7 separate regions of the Mus musculus genome follow, and all the other regions are linked to region 7. The links are chromatin contacts, called in public Hi-C, HiChIP or PLAC-seq, Micro-C and promoter capture Hi-C maps. All regions are on one chromosome and are shown on one strand. The core of a region is the stretch at or near the end of the contact, and the rest is flanking DNA. Distances in the headings are between cores, read along the strand shown. Region 1 has its middle 65 kb from the start of C530043A13Rik. Region 2 holds the start of Mreg (melanoregulin). Region 3 holds the start of 6030407O03Rik (RIKEN cDNA 6030407O03 gene). Region 4 overlaps 6030407O03Rik (RIKEN cDNA 6030407O03 gene). Region 5 overlaps 6030407O03Rik (RIKEN cDNA 6030407O03 gene). Region 6 overlaps 6030407O03Rik (RIKEN cDNA 6030407O03 gene). Region 7 holds the start of Igfbp5 (insulin-like growth factor binding protein 5).

Region 1 (2,700 bases), core at 93-2,592, 720 kb before region 7:
TCTCCAACCTAACCCTTCCCACTTCCTGGCCCTGGCATTCCCCTGTACTGGGGCATATAATCTACTCAAGACCAAGAGCTTCTCCTCCCAACGATGGACAACTAGGCCATCTTCTGCTACATATGCAGCTAGAGACACGAGCTCTGGGGGTAGTGGTTAGTTCATATTGTTGTTCCTCCTATAGGGTTGCAAGACTTTATTTTTTTTAATTTCATTTTTGTTGTACATTTTGAAGCCCTTTAAACATCAAAACTTTAAAAAATATGCCATGATTCTTGAAAAGGATTGCTTTACATGGACAGCTTTCATACCCACTCAGTTTGCTAACATTAAATACAAGTTTGCAAAGGGGTAGGGCACAGATGTAATAAGAATGTTTTTTAATATTAATAAATAATTACCTTAGCATATATTCTCTGCCCCATACATTTTCTAATATAGTTAGAAATTTCTTCACCATCAGAGAAAAGAAACACTCTATGTTAGAAGACTTTCTGGCATTCAAACAAAAATGGGTGCATAATAAATATACCACTGTGTGCTTTCAGACCTATGGGTTCTAGGTTGATAATTCTCAAAGGGTTGTTCTGTTCTTGTCAGGACCAAGTGGCACTTGTGTCAACTGCTGGCGCCACATCCTTTCCAGCCTGTGGCAGCCTGCTCTGGCCTCAGAGATCAAGTATTCAGTGTTGTAAGTGTTACCCTCAGGTTCACCTTATGGCTTGCTCCTAGCTTGGCAAGTCGTGATTATCACAGAATTGGTACTTTTCCTGCCAGTCAATCATTTTTTAGAGACTCAAAGAATTAAATCATTTCTGTATACTAATACCAATGAACTTTAACCATTTCTTGAGAAATAAACTTGCCTTTTTTAAAAAACAAAAAAACAACAAAATGACCTTTGATTTGAATTGCCTCTTATAATCATCCATTTTGCAAACTTTGTGTTTTATTTTCTTGATAGGCAAAATTCTCTCTCCTATATTCCCTTCATATTTCCTGTGAGTCCCTTCTTCATGTTCTCTGGGCTTCCCTCCATAGCTATAAACAGGTATGCCACCCTTATTCACCTTGTTCTAGAGGAAAAGCATTGAAACCAGTCCAGAAACAAACTACACGCATCCAGGCACACATGCGTTCCCTTCTTGCCATAAAAAAAAAAAAAAAATGATTCTGGGTCTTAAAAACCTTGGCCTGGAAACTTTCCTGGGTCCTGGATCAGTCAATTATCTTCCCCAATTATCTTCCTTCACATCTCATAGCAGACAGTTCTATAAATATCCTGCTGAGCTGACCCAGGGACGACCAGGAACTGTGAGACCATGGCAATCAATCGTAGGCTTTGGCTTTTCTGACGTCTCCTCCCTGCTTTGTGTTATTTTCTTCTCCAGCGTCCCCCGGTCAGCACAGAGAGGACTGAAGAAGTGTTCCTCCTAGGTCAGGAGGCATGCTGAGGGTGCGCTGGTCATTTCAGGCCACTTTCCGATTCAAAACCAGGGATTTCAACTATGCCTGCCAAGAGCACCTAGTCATTTAGGGTCAATCGCATCAGCTGCCCTGCTCTGCTCCATGGTAAATGGGGAGTTAATTGTTTTCCTTCCAATCTGAAGAGCCCTCAAGTCTGTTCATGGCTGCCAGAAGGAGGATCATTCTGGTTCCAGGTCTTGCAAGTTCTCTAGAGATATCAGCCATATGCGATTTTTAAAAGAAGAAACTGTTTCGATATTTAGGTATTAGCAACTAATAAAAAAAAAACAAAACAAAACAAAAAACACTGAGAACTAAACTTTCTATGGCCCTGGTAAAATATGTCTCAATCTCCGGGTCACTAGCGGTGACCTCCAGACGAAATGGTATTTAGAACCTCTTCCAGGACTGAAATGTTACACTTTAATTACCCAAATGTTCTGGATTGAGGAAAGAACTTGTGTTTGAAAATGAGGAAGATTTTCCTGGCTTTCGGCTCTTATATTTTGAAACAGGTGACCAAGGAGAATTGCAAAATACCCTCCAAGTAACCTTGAAGAATAAGGCACCTCATTGAGTCTGGGATTTGTTATAAACAGTTTCCAGGCGGGAGATGGGAGATATGTTCCCTTGCTATTCTTTTCAGTTGGGGCATCATGAAAATGGTCTTTTATGAGTTTCATTTCTGATGTCCTCAGAGCCTTCTTGGGGAAGAAGGGGGTGGTAGTTTGGTTTCTAATTCCCAGGACCTTCCCAACTCGGTTCCTGGAATCATCCTGGGGGACTCTATAAACTGAGATTTAAAGTTCCAGCTTGAAGCCGCCTCTCTAAGGTTTAGATTGGGTTTCATAACTTGGAACTGAAGTCAGGGCAGCAGTTGGAGTGTGGGTGAAAATGTCTACAGCTCTGCTTGTCAGCACGCTAATGCAAACCAGAGAGGCAGTAAATACAGAAGATGAGCAACGGACGGCGGCAGGGAATGGAGACTTTCACCCTCACTTGATTTTCATAAAGAGTCTCCCCTTAAGAAAATTTTCTGGGATAAATGACCCAGATCCATTTTGCTTGTGGATTAAAAACACCTAGGAAACCCACAAACATCTTTTATATGCAATGTGTGCTCAAGGCCGGAGTCGACAGTTCAACAGGCAGAGAGAATGCAGTTTAGTTACTGAGTGTATCAGGATAAATACTAGGTCTCTTATTGCAAAGTAACCATAGTAAAGTAAACAC
Region 2 (2,700 bases), core at 3-2,502, 660 kb after region 7:
ATGGTGCAGGAGGAGCTGAGAGTTCTACATCTTCATCTGAAGGCTGCTAGCAGAATACTGGCTTCCAGACAGCTAGGATGAGGGTCTTAAAGCCCACATCCACAGTGACACACCTACTCCAACAGGGCCACACTTTCTGATAGTGACACTCCCTGGGCGATCACACCTTGTATTTTATATTGAGTATAGGGTTTGTATGCCAGAGTCTAAATTTGAATTGCACACTGGAAAGCAATTTGGCAGGATTCATTAAAATTAAAGGGGTGGACTGGAAAGATGGCTCAGTGGTTAAGAGCAATGACTGCTTTTCCAGAGGTCCTCATTTCAATTCCCAGCAACCACATGGTGGCTCACAACCATCTGTTATGGGATCCAATGCCCTTTTCTGGTGTGTCTGAACACAGCTACAGTGTTCTCACATATGTATAAAATAAATCTTTTTTAAAAAAAAAATTAAAGGGGCATCTTATGACACAGCAAGTCGACTGCCACATCTTTATTCAGTTGGTGTAGAAGCTCCCAAGTGCAGCAGTTCAAGGATGTGCACTGCAGCCCTCAGTACAAAAGGCTGGGATTGGTTAACATGTTCACCATTATGTTCACGGTCTGGTTAAATAACACTGGCATCGGTAAGATTAGGTCTGCGTTAGGAAGACAGAAAGATACACATACAGTCTGCATGACATCAGTGAAAAGAGCCAGGCACAAAAATGTGTGCATGGGAAGGGTTGGAGGGAGAAAGGGAATGGTGAGGGTGGGTGGGGCAATGCAATGTTTTAATTTCAAAAGATAAAAACAAACAAACAAACAAAACCCCAAACAAAACAAAACCACAAACATTTGGTGCGGTAATCTGCTGCTTGGACATAAAAAAACAAAAGTGGGATTTCTGGGGGCTGGTGAGGTAGATGGCGCTACACAAGACAGGATTCTGTTCCCAGCACTCACATTGTAATTTACAAAAATAAATCTCTTGTAATATAACAGTTGTAGAACTCACAAGCGGTTGCTTTTTTTTTTTCCCCTAAGAGTGTTCAAGGGCTGGAAGTTTGAAAAAATAAAAAAACTTTTACAAAGCGTGTATTGTGGGAGACCATTTCCTTTGCAGAGAAGCCAATTAAAAGGACAGTTGGGTTCGGCCACGCGCAGCAGACCCCTGCTGCTCAGCGGTCACCTCCGGGGTTCTGCGGGGCGCCTGGAGCGCGCTCGCTCCCTAGAGGGCAGCCGTGGGCGTCGCAGGACGCATGCGCTCGGGCGGCACCCGGGGAATTAAAAGAGAGAGGGAAAAGCTCCCGCGGCAAACGCGCAGCTCGCGTCCCCACGGCCGGCCGCGGCGTGATGCGCACGGCCCGGCCCGTGACGCCGCGGCCGTCCCTGTCCCCGTCCCCGCGTCCCCGCCGCCATCGCGCGCCCGGCTCCGGGATCCCGGCGCCGGGCCTCGCTCCCCATGGGGCTGCGCCGCTGGCTACGGAGCGCCTGCTGCTGCTGCCCGTGCCGGTGCCTGGAGGAGCCCGCGCGGCCCGAGAAGGAGCCGCTGGTCAGGTGCGTATCGGGCCGCCTCGCGGGGTGGGGACCCGGGTGTCGTCTGAACCGGGGAAGGGGTGCTGTGAGGTCACACCGCGGTGCCACCCGGCCCCCCTCGGCCCCGGTCTCGCACAAGACGATTTAAGCTCCGGATCCTTGGTTCAGATTTTGTGTGGCTCCTCGGAGGCAGCGGATGCCCCTGGGAAACGCCACTGACTGCTGCAGGGGAAAGGGCCGGGAAGAGAAGTTTCCAGAGGGGGTCTCATCGGATGAGACGGACGAGCGTGGGTTTCCTTGGCACTGAGATGAAAAAAAAAAGTTTGGCTATCTCTTCCAATGTCATGACCGAAAGAAGTCGATTTCAGTGACTGAGGAAATCTTTCTCGTGATAAAACTATGCGTGCTGTACCAGTGACAGCCAATTGACTGTTCGGGGGTTTAAACTGAAATGTGGGGACATTTAATGCTCATTAGCTAATGTGCTAAGAGGCTTTGTGAAGGAACCCTGTGCACAGCTTTGCTTGACTTTTTTTTTTTTTCCCCTAAAGCGATACTTTAATATACGTATAAGCACGAGGGGTAGAAGAAAAAGGCACTCAGAAATAAGACATACCCAAGCGTGGTTGCCGGCTCCTAGAGAGAGAAGAGATAGGACTGTGATTTTTATTTTTCCTTAAAATGTTGGTTTTTTGTTTTTTGTTTTTTTCTTCCTCCCTATCGTGAGTTTGCTGAAATTAAGTTCCACCATGCCAGGTTAACCTTATCGAATGAGGTCCCACCAAGTCGTGCCCCAGGGAACAGAATTGAAATTAGGGCACAGGATGTAGGGTGGAATTCTAGGCTTGGTGAACAAGCGCAGAAGCCAGGACCCCTTCCTTAAGGGACACGCAACGAATCCAATCCTGCTTGCACAACTCTGGCAGAAGCAGCAAAGCATGGCTTTACCTTGCCCTACTCTGTCAAGTCCAGACACTTCCCCTGACTTTGCAGAGTTACATAACCCATCCTGCCTGTCTGCTCTTATTTTCCAGCGCATTAAGCAGGATGTACTTGCCCCTGTAGGAACAATCTACTCTTAGTCCCTCCAAGCTCCTGGCCAATGGTGACCTTTTGCCTTCTACCCTTTCCTAAAGTGGCCTTGTGGCCCCTTTTCATCTCCCTTTTGCGAGTCAGGAC
Region 3 (2,700 bases), core at 138-2,637, 990 kb before region 7:
TTTGGCTGGTGCCCTATTTTTCTCCCAGAATAAAATTCCTGGGGAAGCCCTCATTTCTCTGGGGTCCATTGCTTCCGTCGTCTTATAGAGCAAGAGACATAATTGTCTCTTTAGAATGTCTTCATTTCTGCAGGGCCAGTTACACTGACAAGATGGAGACAGTAAGCTCTGATCTACTTCTTATAAAGACACAAATGGTATCATGGGGTCCACCCCCCACCATCTCATTAAACCTAATTACCCTTCAAAGCCCCACCTCCTAATACTATCCTATCGGCGTTAGAGTTTCAGTGTATGACCCTTGGATAGACAAAAGCATACAGACCATAATAGTCTCCCTTTCCTTCTTCTCTTCCTACCCCCCCTCCCTCTTCTCTCTCTGACTCCTGTTTTTGTTGTTGCTCTATCTCCTGTATGTCCCACTTCTATCTCTTTGGGAGATACTGGGATCACCATTCCTAGTATATTGCTTATTTGCTATGTTAATCATGAGATTCGTTGAAGCAAAACCAATCTCACCATTTTGGGGCAAGCTTAAAAGCAAGCTTTATTAAATATTAAATACTGACCAAGATAAGGGCTTTGGTCAGGACCATTCCTGAAATTTCTCAGCAGAGAGTGGCCTTGAGCCCTGGGTTATGTTGAAGGGGTTTATAAGGACAAACCTATAGGTCATGGTACTTTCCCATGAGGCTTTGTTATTTTCCAAGAACTACAGTTCCCAGCATTCTAGGAAGTTACCTGTTGTCCTGAGCAGATAGGGCTTACAGGTTAAATTTGGGCATTACATTCCCCCTGGTGTTGCCTCTCAAGTCTTTGATCCTATGATGGGTACTTGTTTATATTTTAGATCTACTAACCATTAGAGTTACTATCTAGAAGGAGCCTGGACATGGATGGGAAACCAGTCATTTATTTTATCTCAGGTCCCTTTTTGCAATGTTTCTTGAGTACAGCCAAATTATAGTCCTGAATGATTTGTATAGAAATATTTTTAAAGGCACATAATACTTTTTATTTTGCATAAAGCAGGTTAAGTATCCTATCATATTGTAGAACTATTTTAGTTAATAAATCTACGAGTTGACAAATCTGGGCCCATTTTTCTGATGTGTCAGTCAGCTTATAGGTAGCCATTTTGTCCTCTATGCCACAGAGTTTCTCTTTGACTTAGCATTTTCAGCCTGTTAGGTGGGGTAACAGACAACATATTTTCTTCCGTAACTACTTCCAGCTGACATTAGGGTGTTGTTGCCAGGGCCCCAGAAGACTGAGAGGCTAGTGAAAGGCTGGACAATGGGGCATTTGTCAGAAGCACTGGATTGGCTGATCCAGCTGAAGGCACAAGGAGCAATCATGTTGGCTGGACTGGTTTACATAATTTTCAGCAAGTCCAGAGCTCTGCAGTTTGCATCCCTGGATGAAGTCTGTCAGCCAAGTGAAAATCTGTTGAGACAAATATAGACTCGGGACAGAAGGTAAATTTTTGTGTTACCGGGGAGGGGGAGGAATCCCAAGACCAGGGGAAACTCCATTCTTAGGGACAGACAGATACAGAAACTCAGGCTGTACTGTCCGGAGTCCATTTGACTCTGGTAGGTGGATCCAAGTCTTACGACTTCTCTGATTCCCTGAAGCTCATGCGAATTTTCAGTTCATAAAAGGAGATAGATCAGCGTTGCCATTTTATTGAAATTCACATGGTAGGGAAAGCAGTTGATGGGACTCTGTGAAGCAGCAGACTTACGCCTTTGAGTCTTAGTAAGAACTGTAGCATTTTTCTCTGAACATGAAAAAAATTTTTTTCTGTTTAAAGAGCCAGGTGTATAATTGGATAGAGATATTTTAACCCAATAAAAAGCACCTCTAAGTCTATATCTAGAAGATAACCAAAGAAAACTCAAAATCCTGAGCTTGTGACTGAGTAGTAAAACAGCTGGTACTTCATCAAATCCTGACACCCCCCCCCCCCAAATTTCAGGGCAATAACAGCATAGAATGGAAAAGGAATCCGAAACCTTTTTTATTTCTATATATCCACAATCATTTTTGAGATCCTTATAACTTATTCAAGTTTTTTTTATTCTCAAATCTTTATATATTTCAGAACGAAATTTTTTCATCTAGTCATTTACCAAAGACATAAGTACTCGTTATTGAAAGCAGTCATTGTAAAGCAGGCTTCTTTAGCAGAAACCATCTGAAACCTGTTTATTCTTTAATATGAAGCTCATGGGCAAGGCGAACCTGTTTGTCTTCTTTTAAGAAGAGACCTAGTAGCTTTAACTAGTGAACTGGTTAATGAACGGGGCAGGTGAGGCTTACAGGTTAATTTGGGGCATTCCACCTGTATCCCCAACTCCTCTGTAATCTCCAATGCAGCATCAGTTAGTTCCCTGGCTCTTTGCACAGATACCCTGCTCGCTGTGCATGGCTAGTACATTGCTAAAGAGCATTCACTGTTAATCGTAAACGAAAGATTTACAGTCTCCAGATTTTTATTTGCTAAGTTTAAAGGACCACTCAGCTTCATGTCCCATCATCCCTCAGTCCCAGGCTTCAAGTGACGGCTCAGTCTCAGTTTCCCCTCTGGCCAGCAGGGAGTGCTTTCCTTTCCCACAACAGGTGTCGATATCTAGAAAGCTCCGCCGCTGTCACCTTCCTGTTGCTCCATCGCTATCTCAGAGTGCTAGCGAGCAA
Region 4 (2,700 bases), core at 147-2,646, 900 kb before region 7:
TTGTTGAGGGACACCTGGGTTCTTTCTAGCTTCTGGCTATTATAAATAAGGCTGCTATGAACATAGTGGAGCAGGTGTTCTTATTACCAGTTGGAATATCTTCTGTGTATATGCCCAGGAGAGGTATTGCTGGATCTTCTGGTGGTACTATGTCCAGTTTTCTGAGGAACTGCCAGACTGACTTCCAGAGAGGTTGTACAAGCTTGCAATCCCACCAGCAATGGAGGAGTGTTCCTCTTTCTCCACATCCTCGCCAGCATCTACTGTCCCCTGAATTTTTGATCTTAGCTATTCTTACTGGTGTGAGGTGGAATTTCAAGGTTGTTTTGATTTGCATTTCCCTGATGATTAAGGATGTTGAACATTTTTTTCAGGTGCTTCTCAGCCATTCAGTATTCCTCAGTTGAAAATTCTTTGTTTAGCTCTGTACCCCATTTTTTAATGGGGTTATTTGAATTTCTGGAGTCCAGCTTCTTGAGCTCTTTGTATATATTGGAATAGGGAACAAAATACCCATGAAAGGAGTTATAGACAAAGTTTGGAGCCAAGATGAAAGGATGGACTATCCAGAGACTATCCTACCCGGGGATCTATCCCATAATCAGCCACCAAACCCAGACACTATTGCATATGCCAGCAAGATTTTGCTAAAGGGACCCTGATATAGCTGTCTCGTATGAGGCTATGCCAGTGCCTGGCAAATACAGAAGTGGATGCTCACAGTTATCTATAGGATGGAACACAGGGTCCCCAATGGAGAAGCTAGAAAAGGAGCTGAAGGGGTCTGCAACCCTATAGGTCGAACAACAATATGAACTAACCAGTACCCCAAGAGCTCTAGCTGCATATGTAGCAGAAGATGACCTAGTCGGCCACCAATGGGAAGAGAGGCCCCTTGGTCTTGCAAACTTTATATGCCTCAGTACAGGGGAATGCCACTGCTTCATGAATGCATTGAGACATCCAGACATCTAGCAAGGCCATTAGATGTAACTCCTTTCTGCCCTATGTTTCTGATAGTTGTCCCATCTTCCATTGGAAAGCAACTTTCTAATGACCTTCTCTGCCTTCCAGATGTTCTGGGCAGTATGGGAAAAGACAATTTCTGCAGCAGCCTTTCCAGGACTCTGATAGAACTCTAAAGGGGCTGGGGGGGGGGTTACAGCGTGGGTTGGCTGTAGGAGAAGGGGACAGAGTGTTTCAAGTGGTTTCCAAACCATAAGGAACACACAGTGCTTGGCGTCGGCTCTGGGAGACCTCCCTTTCCATCTATGGAACAATGAGAATGAAATCTCTTAATCCTTAGGAAAGAAAACAGCAAGGAGAAGGGAAAGCAGAAGGCAGAGGGGGAGTGTTTATATTTGAAAACTGTCCCACAGCTGCCAGGCAAAGGGCTCTGTTGCTGCTGGCCCAGCTGGCATGAGTTTAGAGTCTGTATTTACCTTTCTGTGGTTGTCGGGATAGTTTCCTGAGCTATGCAGCAAGATCTTATGTCAGATAGCCCCTCTGTGTAAGATGATATTCTAGCGTGTTCGGGGCCACTGTGAGTTGACCAGCTGTTGTATAACCCCGACATGGAAGCCGTGGGCAGAAAACAAACTTGTCACACTCAGGAAGTGAGGAGGGTCTCCTAAGCAAATAGCTAATTGGTGAGGTAGCCTAGACCCTTCCCAAATAGGTCTCAACAGTCCACTTATTTTATTATCTATTTTAAAATTCTTTTTAGGGAGGAAAAAATTTTAAAAAAGTGAAAAACAAACCTAAAACTAAGGTCCTGAGTCTTGAAAAATACCCTATGAATTAGGGTCACAAGGAGAAATGTCCAGAGTCTATGCAGTTGGATGGAGTCTCCTCTGTGGATATTAATTTTCCCAATGTTCTGTCTCTTGGCTCATTTATCTCATTCTAGAGCCCTGCCTTAGTTCTGGAACTCATTGTCTTGATCCTCAGAGCCTTTCATCCCAACACCTTCTATAATGCAGAAACAATGGAGTGGGATGCCAGCCCACGTTGGGTAGCTAGGAGTCTTTGTCATGGCACTTTCCAAGTGACACTATTGTTAACAGTGACAAGACACATCCTGCGTTCTGGTTACTTTTCTGCTGCAGTGATCATATTGACCAAAAGCAACTTGGGGATATACAAGGTTTGTTTTGGTTTACAGGTTACAGTCCCTTGTGGAGGGAAGCAAGGGTAAGAGCTCAAAGTAGGAACTGGGAGCAGGAACTGAAGCAGAGGCCATGGAGGAGTGCTGCTTATTGGTTTGCTCCCTCTGGCTTGGCTTATGCAAAGCAGGGACACTCGCCCAGAGGTGGCAATTAGCAATTAAGAAAATACCCTACAGACATACCTATAGGTCAATCTGATAGAGAAAATAGCTCAATTGAGTTTCCTTTTTCTGAACCATGTCAAGTTGACAAGTAAAGGTAACCATGACAACCTGCTGGGCATCCTGGCTCCAGTTTGCAGTTTGAGGCCTTTTGGGTGGCAGTGGGAAGCTGGGCTTATTTTGTGACTTACTTCTTGTTCAGCAGAAGGTAGGGAAAATAAGGACAGTGGATAAAAAGGTGGCTTCTGACTCACCCCCTGTCATTGGTCCCATTGTCTGGAACTCTGGCACACAGCCACAGAGAACTGCTAAGAGAAGACAGAAAACGTAGCATATCTGTGTGTTCAGGAAAATGAGGAAAAAGAGGAGAA
Region 5 (2,700 bases), core at 131-2,630, 820 kb before region 7:
TATAAAACAAGAATGCATGACAGCTATGTAGGATCTCTTTAGGGATGGAGAAGAAGTCACAGGCAAGCACAGCAGTTGCTTTCCTTACTCACTTTATCTCTCTTCCAATACTAATCATAGCTCTATCACATATTAAGTCATTTCTTCCATATACATTTCATATCTACCTAGGAAAACACAAAGACTCCTAAACACCCCACAGCACTATTTTTAAGCACTCTAAATTTAAGTTCTTAATGTTATTCAATATCCAGTTAGTGTTCAAACCTCTCATAGGGTTTGCTTTTTTTAATCTGAATTTCAGCTACATACACACACACACACACACACACACACACACACACACACACACACACACACACAATGAGATGCTATTGTAGTTTGAATAAGAATGTTTGCCATAGACTCTGAGTTTGCTCACTTGATCCCAATTGGTGGTGTTCTTCAGAGAGGTTAAGAGGGTATGCCACTGTTGGAGGAGGTACACTACTGGAGGTGGGCTAAAGAGTTTAAAAGACTGGCTCCATTTCTGGGTCACTCTTTCTGCTTTGTTCTTGAGGTTTAACAGATGAGCTCTCATCTTGCCACTCCAACTGCCATGCCTGCCTGATGCTACACTTTTCCCACTATGATGGTGATGTACTCTTAGGATGCTGATAAACTCTTTCTTCTATATGTAGCCTTGGCTACAGTTTTTTATTTTTTGTTTTTTTTATCACACTAACAGAAGAGTAAGTAACATGAGTGCTTTGTGCCAATAGCCACATTTCCCCACTGGTGATAATATATGTAACAAAACTCCATTATCAAAACCAAGAGATTAATATAGACATAACAGTGAATGAGACTGATTTGGCTGTACTGACATGCACTTATCTTTCTGTCTTTGTGCTTAATTGTTTGACATTGTACTCTGTGTCTACCTCATAAGACCTCTGGCTTAGACCACATACAGGACTATTGCTACCACAATGGAATTCTCTTAGCCACACCCTCCCTTCTCTTCCCAACCCTTAAATATCAGTGATCTGTTCCATATCTCTACAGTTTTATTTTTAGAAAATGTTATATAAGCAGAATCATAAAATATGGAACCTGTTGATGTCTCTGTGTTTTAAATGGTGTTTTAGGGAACTCTTTACATGATAGAGAATTTGTAACAGACAAATTTGGAAGATCAAATTCCAGCCTACTAAACACATGGCCATGCATGTGGGTGTTCATTTATTCAACACATAGCTATTGAAGATCTGAGATATGCTGGTAGCACAGTGGTAGATAAGAAGATAATTGTTTTATTGTGACTGTGGCTGTGCTCTGTGTCTGGCTGGTTGGGAATGTCAGAGTAGTGTCTACAAGTCATAAAAGCCTTGGTTCTCTCAGGAAGGGGATGTTAGGTTTGGCCTGGGTTTCGGTCCCTGTTCCCTTTTCTTCTCTTGTCTGGGCTCGTCTGACTCCACCCATGTAATCAGTCTGTCTCAGTTTATTCAGAATCCTCCAACAAAATACCATAGAGTGAATGGCTTATAAACAGAAATCTATTTCCCACAGGTCTGGAGACTTCAGGGTCAAAGGCCAAGGCACCAGTATATTCAGAGTATGGCAAGAGCTTGCTTTGTGCCTTCTCATTGTTCCGTATGGCAGACGGGGTCTAGCTAGCTCTCTGAGACTAATTTAGGAGGATGCCAATCACGACAGTGAGGACTTTACCCTTCTGACCCAATCATCCAAAGGCTCCGCTCAGCTCCTAGTACAGTCAACTTTGGAATCAGAAGTTCAGCATATGAACCTCCGAGGGCATAGACTTTGGGTCGGTTGATGCCTTTTAGGCTTTTGAGCCAGTCTTGACTGAAAGCAGGAGTGACATCAATCTGTCTTAGAATTTGGCCCTCGAAGGCTGTGCTCTGTTCTGCCACCACACGGACTGTGGATCTGTGTCTCACCGAGTCTCTCCAGTGTAGGCCAGTGTTTGCCCAGTGCTCCATCACTGTAGACTCCCATGTAAGCCATGGTTAGTGACCACTTTGTCTTTAAGACCTTCTGGGATTAAATTTATCCTAACTAATCTTAGCACACAAGGATATTGATGCCACATTGGTTCCTGTCAACCCCTGGCTAGCCTGTCATACTTTTATTTACCATAGGATTCTGATTCCCATTTTCCAACCTCCAATTGGTTTTCAACCCTCTGTCCTCATCTCTCCATGTATAGGTACTTCTTTTTTGCCTTTTCTTTTGTATATGAAATTTCCCCTTCCATCTTAGCCTCAGTTTACATACACTTGTTTACCTGTCTTCAGAAGCATTTACTTTCTGCTTTTGGATCCTCAAACTGTGACACCCCACTGGATCATAACTATGGTCATTTCCTTCTTTATAAAAATATCTATTCTTGAGCTAAATCATCAATAGAGCCAGTTTAAATAATTTCTTTCCTAACTAGAAATAACACAGTATAGAAAAAAGGGGGCAGAATGTGGCCTGGTGGAGTTAAAATTATGGGAGGGAATATAAGAGACTCAGGTTCTGATCTTACTCATCATCGTGTATAGATAGGTCTACTTTGTACTGTATTGAATTTGATTGTTTTATTTTAAACCAGCTCTTTGAGTTCCATTGGAAAAAACCATTAAATGAATTTTGGCTTGAGATTAGAATAGTATTTCCGGCAATTTCCGAATGGCCCTTAACATATCTCCG
Region 6 (2,700 bases), core at 151-2,650, 770 kb before region 7:
GTTACAACTCCTAGTTAGTGGTAAGACATCAGTAATGTTTATATTTATTCTCAGATGTTTAACTTAAACTCAAAGGGAAGTAGTTTAGGTATAAAAAAGGGGAACACACACACCCACACCACGTAGGAGGCATCCTCCTTTGCATCTGCACTCTCATACCTACGGAATGAAATCACTTTACAATGACTTATTGTGTCACAGGCATGTTTCTGTACCCTAAGCTACAGCAGTGTCAAAAAAGAAGTCATCAAAAATTATCCTCTTAAAATAAGTGTAAAACTTCCTCAAAGAAATTGTTGTGCCTCAAAATCCCTGGCCCCCTGAAAAACTTTTCGAGCAGGGTAGAAACATTGACAAGCTCTCTAAAAAAAGACAGAAGTATCAAAACGTGACAATGCAGTAAGCATTATAATCTTGAAGAGGACCAGAAGAGATTCTCATGGTGAGAGACACTTTAGGCAACTGCCAAGAAGAAGGGCAGAAGGAAACAGGAGGAGGGCAGACTGCCAGTGCTGCATTCAGAGAGGGGAGTAAGGAAAGACAAGGGGAGACAGAGTCAGAGGCCAGCAGGCTGGGGGCTCACTGATCAGGGAATGGATTTCGGGGTGAGGGAAGCACATGGAAGAAGAGTTCCTGGGGGTATTTGAGAGTCTTTGTGAGGGAGGGGATTTGGAGAAAGAGCATAAACGCTGAAGTGTGTGCCTGGATGAGCTGAGTTAAATAATCTGAGTTTGGATTTCGTCGGTCAATCTGGGGCAATGGGTTTCAGCGAGCTGCTTTGGCCTTTGAAGGGCTAAAGAACTGGAAGGTTGTTTGGAGAACACCAGACTTCCATAATGACAGTTATTTATTTATTTATTTATTTATTTATTTATTTATTTATTAATGCTCTATTCTTGGCGACATTCAGAGCATCCTGTCCAGAAGATAGTACTTCCACCTCCTACCTGTGGAAACTGCAGAGTTAAGGACTCTTGGCAAGGAATCTCTAGTAAGTAGTTAAATCACCATTCAAATCAAGGCTTGTCTGACTCCTAAATCATTCCTTGGTTTTTTTTTTTGTTTGTTTGTTTGTTTTCTTTTTTCTTTCTGCCTTCCTTGATATTTTTAAGACTGAAGCTCTCTGAGGAGGCTGGAAGAACTGAACTCTAAAATCCGAGGTAGACCAGTTAGAACCACAACACAAATGGAATATTTTAATCCTGCAGTCCACCCCCACTCCCACCCCGCTCCCCAGTGGAGATTTCACAGTGGTCAAGGTCAGGGATGGAATTGTCAGGGCTGAGTTAAGAGAGAGACAGGATACTTAATGTAATTCGTGACACATAATCGAGTAGCCTCCTTGCTTTGACATGCAAATGTCCAAAGCAGGACATCAAACAGGCTGGCCTCTCGGCCTCAGCATGCTATTCTGGGATGCTAAGAAAGCCAGCGTGTAGCTTATTAGACCTGAAAGAACAAGTGTGAATGCAGGCTCTCACTTGCCAGGGCTTGCTCAAAAGCCATGACCAACTTACAGCTTGCCTCCCCAGATTCCTTAGTAGGCCTTAGCACTGTAGCTCCGTGGCTCTCAGTCTAGTTCCTATACCGGTGACATAACAGAGGAGGGACACAGCAAGACCAACTCTAGGATAATCATCAGGGAGTTGGGCTCTGTAAGAGGGAAGCCATAAGGCTTTGTGACAGTAGGTCAGGCTCCCACGGGACACTCTTCATCCAGTGGGAAAAGTCTGAAGCTAAACTCAAGTCTTCTGGACTCAGTTAAAGATGGTTTACAGACTTTGCCTTCTAGAAAATAGCAAACCAGGTGTCTGCTCAAAGCTGAGAGGTCCTGTGAAGACACCTGGGTATTGGGACACTACCATAATTTTTACAGCAGAACCAATGCACTTAAAGCATTGTGGTGACTGGGATCCCAGAGCTCTGTAAACTGCAGAGTTGTGATTCCCAGAGGAGACTGTGAGGCAGATCTCAGCATCAGGCTGGTCATGTGCACCTGCTCAGTAAATGGAAAGAGAATGGTTTTCTGCAAAGTAGGGTCTTAATCGGAATTTGCAGAGGCTCTGGTATTCGTTCCTGTTCTATTCACAGCTCTCAGGAATAATTCACCCAATTTACTCTTTAGGTTACCAGCAAGTGGCTAGTGTTCCTTGAGGACTGGTTGTGTTCAGGGACACACACGGGAAGGCAGATGACATAAATAACAGCGGTGTGGCTTCTCAATACTGTTCTTCCAGGTGTTATTCTTGAATCTATTAGTTGTGTGACACATGGCCAAGCTTAACTCCCAGTATCTAACAGTCACCTCACATTGAATAAATGAGGAGAAAGAAAAGAAAAAGGAAAAACAAAACAAAACAAAAAAACCCAACCCAACAACCTAAGTCTCGGACAGGAAAAGTCACCTGTCTGTGGTGGACACAGACCTAGAACCTTCCTGACCCTACCTGACCCTAGACTGTCTGGTTGGGAAATCTACGGGAGGAAGATACAGCAAAGATACAGAGGGAGGGAAGACGCCTTGGAAATCCAAACATGCAAAGATCTTCTACCAAGCGCTAGTAGAAGTTTCCTGGAGAGAACCACGTGGAAGATATTCTGGGGACCAGCCTTTTGGTGTATCACCCGAGGCCTGTTTCTGTCCAACATTTCTAAGCTGTCTCAGATGGGTTGCGCACATCCCTTGGTCACATTAGAGTC
Region 7 (2,700 bases), core at 92-2,591:
GAGAGTTGGAGAAAGGGCAAAAGCCCTGCCCCCAAGAACTCCCCAGAGACCATCACTTGATCATGTCTTTTCTTACCTGTGGTGGGCAGTCTACAGACCACCTATCATGTCAAATTAATTTTTAAAACAAACAAAAAAAGCTAAAGCCATCATATTCCTTCTTTCAAAAATTAGGTTTTCTTTCATTTTCCTAAGGGAAGAATGGTCCCTAGTGCTGACTAGCGATCTGGGGCTTCCTGTGGCATGGTGAGGATTTCTCACGTGCAGGCTCCAGGATGCTACCTTGGTACATATTAACCCTTAAACAAGGTCTCCTGCAGCGAGGTACCTGCTCACTCCAGGATCTGCCTACCCCACAGAAATGCCTCATTGTCAACCCAAGAAGGTTATCACTTTATCCTACCTTCCTTCCATTTAAAAGGACATTTAAGGTGTCCATGAGGACACCAGATAAAACTGACAACCCACAGCATTTCCTCCAGGGTCTCAGTCACTACTCCCAACAAAGCTGGGGAGGGGGGTGGGGTGGAGGGCGTTATCCCTTCTTGAAAGTGCACATAGCACGCTCACACTCAGAGAGAGAGAGAGAGAGAGAGAGAGAGAGAGAGAGAGAGAGAGAGAGAGAGAGATTCCCTGGTCATCTATATAGGTGAAGGAAAATGACCACTGGCTTTAACTAAAATCAGTACCCCACCAGAACAATAATGACAAGCCCTTGCCATAATCCCTCTGCCCCTTTTAATGGGGGAGGGGTCTACACACGCGCCCGCACTCCTTTTCTCTTTAAATTTATCTCAATGCCCCTCACCAGCTACTGTACACTACTTGTCCTCCAAACACAAACACACAGACAGACAAACCTTCAGTGGTCTCTTAGACACTTTTTTTTCTAAAGTTGGAAAGGACTTCTTGGGCAGGGTATACACGGCTAATAAGAAAATGTGACTCCTAACAGCCAGTGTCCGGGCTAGTTGTCGGAAAACAGACTCGCTCCATTGTATTCACCCAGCTTCTGAAGAGTACTGCCATCCACTCCTCCCTCCACCTTCTCCCTACTCTCCTCTGTAGCTCGCCTGTCTTCGCCCCCCCCCCAAAGCCCTTTCCGTACATTCCGTGAGGAGGAGGGCTCTGTGTAGGGAGCGAAGGGGAGCCCCCGTGTCTAGAAGGCCTCTCTTCCCCACCCCCACCCCGTGTGAGTTTGCGCTGCAAAGCTCCTTGGCATCCTTGCATGGGTTGGGTGTTGGGGAGCTCAAATTGCAGCTACAACTGGCTGGCAGCCAGGGGCCGTCTATTTAAAAGCGCCTGCTCGACCAGAGCCCGCAGTCTCTTTGGAAACTTCTAAAAGAGCTAGGAAAGAGCTGCAAAGCTGTTTGGGCTTTTTTCCCCCTTTTTGTTCCTTTTTGTTACCCCCCCCCTCGGTCTGCACCCTTCTCCGGACTTCACGCAGAACCTGCGGGTTTCGAAGAGGTGGTGACAGAGCAGGTGTTGGGGTCCAGGTTTGGTGAGGTCTGGGTTTTTGCCCTTTTTCCCCCCTCGATTTCAACATTTTCCCGATCTTGTTGTCAGCCGCCGACGCCTCTTACCTGTTCTGCGGCAGCAGCGCAGCTGGCCGCTGAGACCGAGCGGAGTGGGGTTGCGTTTTAGATTTTAAGCAAAGGGGGGAAAATTAAGCCCAATCCATTTTTTTCTTCACCTCCTCCCTTTTCAAGGCCTCCAAGCTAATTATTTCTGTTGCTTTGGAGTGAGCAATTCTGTGGTTCTCTCCACCACCACCCCCAATTCTGACCCGATCCCGCCTGGGGGTTTCTACGGTCTCCGCTCGCTCTGCGTGCACCTGGCGCGCCTCTTTTTTTCACCCCCAACCTGTTGCAAGTCTTTAATCCTCGCAATTGGGACTTGCGTGCAGGCATCTGAATCCTCCTTGCCTCATATTTTGCAAGTGTTTGGGGGAGAGCACCTGCTCTACCTGCAAGAGATTTAAAAGGAAAAAAATCTCCAGGCTCCCTCTTTCTCCACACACTCTCGCTCTCCTGCCCCGCCCCGAGGTAAAGCCAGACTCCGAGAAAATGGTGATCAGCGTGGTCCTCCTGCTGCTGGCCGCCTATGCCGTACCGGCTCAAGGCCTGGGTTCTTTCGTGCACTGTGAACCCTGCGACGAGAAAGCTCTGTCCATGTGTCCCCCCAGCCCTCTGGGCTGTGAGCTGGTCAAAGAGCCCGGCTGTGGCTGCTGCATGACTTGCGCCCTGGCGGAGGGACAGTCGTGTGGCGTCTACACGGAGCGCTGCGCCCAGGGTTTGCGCTGCCTCCCCCGGCAGGATGAGGAGAAGCCGCTGCACGCCCTGCTGCACGGCCGCGGGGTTTGCCTCAACGAAAAGAGCTACGGCGAGCAAACCAAGATAGGTGAGCGCTACTGGGGTTTCAGTTGCACGGCACAGGAGCTGGGGAGGGAGGCACCTTGGATGGGTGGGGACCGGGGACCGATTGGGAACCCGCGCGCTTTGCGCGCGCAGCAAGTGGCTTAGACCCTAGTAGCTCCTGAGAGTAGATGGGGTGGGTCCTTGCACCTCACACTTGAATCCCTGGCAGAGCAAGCTATCCTAGGCGGCTGTCTAACCGTCTCTACCAGTTTACACTTCATCTCCACCCCAACCCGACCCTCCCCCACTCCTAACTCGTGGCAATTCTGACTCTGAGCTCCTT

What was found. Promoter capture Hi-C pulls out the DNA fragments that hold promoters and counts their contacts. A called contact is a pair of places that touch in the nucleus more often than the background predicts. HiChIP or PLAC-seq counts read pairs in DNA pulled down with a chosen protein or histone mark.
Region 1: a contact with region 7 is called in a Hi-C map of uterus, with 2.4 times the contacts expected there. The contact joins the enhancer-like site here to the promoter of Igfbp5 in region 7. A contact is called at or near these places in 14 of 39 promoter capture datasets (3T3-L1-derived adipocytes, the C10 cell line, the HPC-7 cell line and 9 more), 10 of 484 Hi-C or Micro-C datasets (the G1E-ER4 cell line, the N1E-115 cell line, embryonic stem cells and 6 more), 17 of 115 datasets of contacts at active chromatin or transcription factors (SST interneurons, craniofacial prominence, embryonic forebrain and 10 more) and 3 of 9 other capture datasets (adipose tissue, embryonic stem cells and pancreatic islet).
Region 2: a Micro-C map of embryonic stem cells shows a contact between it and region 7, with 4 times the contacts expected there. The contact joins the promoter of Mreg here to the promoter of Igfbp5 in region 7. A contact is called at or near these places in 2 of 39 promoter capture datasets (the 3T3-L1 cell line and pre-B cells), 2 of 484 Hi-C or Micro-C datasets (the N1E-115 cell line and embryonic stem cells) and 1 of 115 datasets of contacts at active chromatin or transcription factors (large pre-B cells).
Region 3: a contact with region 7 is called in a promoter capture Hi-C map of embryonic stem cells, with 12 times the contacts expected there. The contact joins the promoter of 6030407O03Rik here to the promoter of Igfbp5 in region 7. A contact is called at or near these places in 12 of 39 promoter capture datasets (the SN4741 cell line, cranial neural crest, embryonic stem cells and 6 more), 3 of 15 datasets of contacts at CTCF or cohesin (embryonic stem cells and stem cell-derived epiblast-like cells), 27 of 484 Hi-C or Micro-C datasets (LSK cells, the N1E-115 cell line, Sertoli cells and 14 more), 29 of 115 datasets of contacts at active chromatin or transcription factors (SST interneurons, bone marrow-derived dendritic cells, craniofacial prominence and 13 more) and 1 of 9 other capture datasets (embryonic stem cells).
Region 4: an H3K4me3 HiChIP or PLAC-seq map of craniofacial prominence shows a contact between it and region 7, with 8 times the contacts expected there. The contact joins the enhancer-like site here to the promoter of Igfbp5 in region 7. A contact is called at or near these places in 12 of 39 promoter capture datasets (the HPC-7 cell line, cranial neural crest, embryonic stem cells and 6 more), 1 of 484 Hi-C or Micro-C datasets (cerebellum), 14 of 115 datasets of contacts at active chromatin or transcription factors (astrocytes, craniofacial prominence, differentiating embryonic stem cells and 10 more) and 3 of 9 other capture datasets (adipose tissue, embryonic stem cells and macrophages).
Region 5: an H3K27ac HiChIP or PLAC-seq map of heart atrium shows a contact between it and region 7, with 13 times the contacts expected there. The contact joins the enhancer-like site here to the promoter of Igfbp5 in region 7. A contact is called at or near these places in 10 of 39 promoter capture datasets (the 3T3-L1 cell line, Sertoli cells, cranial neural crest and 5 more), 8 of 484 Hi-C or Micro-C datasets (the N1E-115 cell line, cortical neurons, embryonic stem cells and 3 more), 16 of 115 datasets of contacts at active chromatin or transcription factors (craniofacial prominence, differentiating embryonic stem cells, embryonic basal ganglia and 11 more) and 1 of 9 other capture datasets (embryonic stem cells).
Region 6: a promoter capture Hi-C map of neural stem cells shows a contact between it and region 7. The contact joins the enhancer-like site here to the promoter of Igfbp5 in region 7. A contact is called at or near these places in 12 of 39 promoter capture datasets (the 3T3-L1 cell line, cranial neural crest, embryonic stem cells and 7 more), 10 of 484 Hi-C or Micro-C datasets (embryonic stem cells, liver, nephron progenitors and 3 more), 19 of 115 datasets of contacts at active chromatin or transcription factors (VIP interneurons, craniofacial prominence, embryonic basal ganglia and 12 more) and 2 of 9 other capture datasets (adipose tissue and embryonic stem cells).

The regions. Positions count from the first base shown.
Region 1 is chr1:73,593,838-73,596,537 of GRCm38.p6, reverse strand. No RefSeq gene overlaps it. Among named protein-coding and RNA genes, the nearest start is that of C530043A13Rik, 65 kb to the right of the region's middle. Within about 2 kb of position 1,342, at least 7 of the 459 cell types and tissues checked have an H3K27ac peak or open chromatin away from gene starts, as enhancers often do. A contact at or near this core is called in the N1E-115 cell line, hippocampal neurons and uterus, where this site is marked.
Region 2 is chr1:72,210,859-72,213,558 of GRCm38.p6, reverse strand. It overlaps Mreg (melanoregulin), which reads left to right and starts at 1,252. Exons shown (of 5, transcript NM_001005423.2): 1 at 1,252-1,542. The coding sequence starts at 1,448.
Region 3 is chr1:73,863,153-73,865,852 of GRCm38.p6, reverse strand. It overlaps 6030407O03Rik (RIKEN cDNA 6030407O03 gene), which reads left to right and starts at 1,387. Exons shown (of 9, transcript NR_045311.1): 1 at 1,387-1,478.
Region 4 is chr1:73,770,722-73,773,421 of GRCm38.p6, reverse strand. All of the region lies in intron 6 of 6030407O03Rik (RIKEN cDNA 6030407O03 gene), which reads left to right. The region is part of intron 5 of Gm29183 (a long non-coding RNA gene); the gene reads left to right. Among named protein-coding and RNA genes, the nearest start is that of Gm29183, 55 kb to the left of the region's middle. Within about 2 kb of position 1,396, at least 5 of the 459 cell types and tissues checked have an H3K27ac peak or open chromatin away from gene starts, as enhancers often do. A contact at or near this core is called in craniofacial prominence, where this site is marked.
Region 5 is chr1:73,692,326-73,695,025 of GRCm38.p6, reverse strand. The region is part of intron 6 of 6030407O03Rik (RIKEN cDNA 6030407O03 gene); the gene reads left to right. Among named protein-coding and RNA genes, the nearest start is that of Gm29183, 130 kb to the left of the region's middle. Within about 2 kb of position 1,380, at least 2 of the 459 cell types and tissues checked have an H3K27ac peak or open chromatin away from gene starts, as enhancers often do. A contact at or near this core is called in heart atrium, where this site is marked.
Region 6 is chr1:73,641,616-73,644,315 of GRCm38.p6, reverse strand. All of the region lies in intron 7 of 6030407O03Rik (RIKEN cDNA 6030407O03 gene), which reads left to right. Among named protein-coding and RNA genes, the nearest start is that of C530043A13Rik, 110 kb to the right of the region's middle. Within about 2 kb of position 1,400, at least 31 of the 459 cell types and tissues checked have an H3K27ac peak or open chromatin away from gene starts, as enhancers often do. A contact at or near this core is called in embryonic basal ganglia, neural progenitor cells, neural stem cells and 3 more, where this site is marked.
Region 7 is chr1:72,873,506-72,876,205 of GRCm38.p6, reverse strand. It overlaps Igfbp5 (insulin-like growth factor binding protein 5), which reads left to right and starts at 1,341. Exons shown (of 4, transcript NM_010518.2): 1 at 1,341-2,400. The coding sequence starts at 2,067.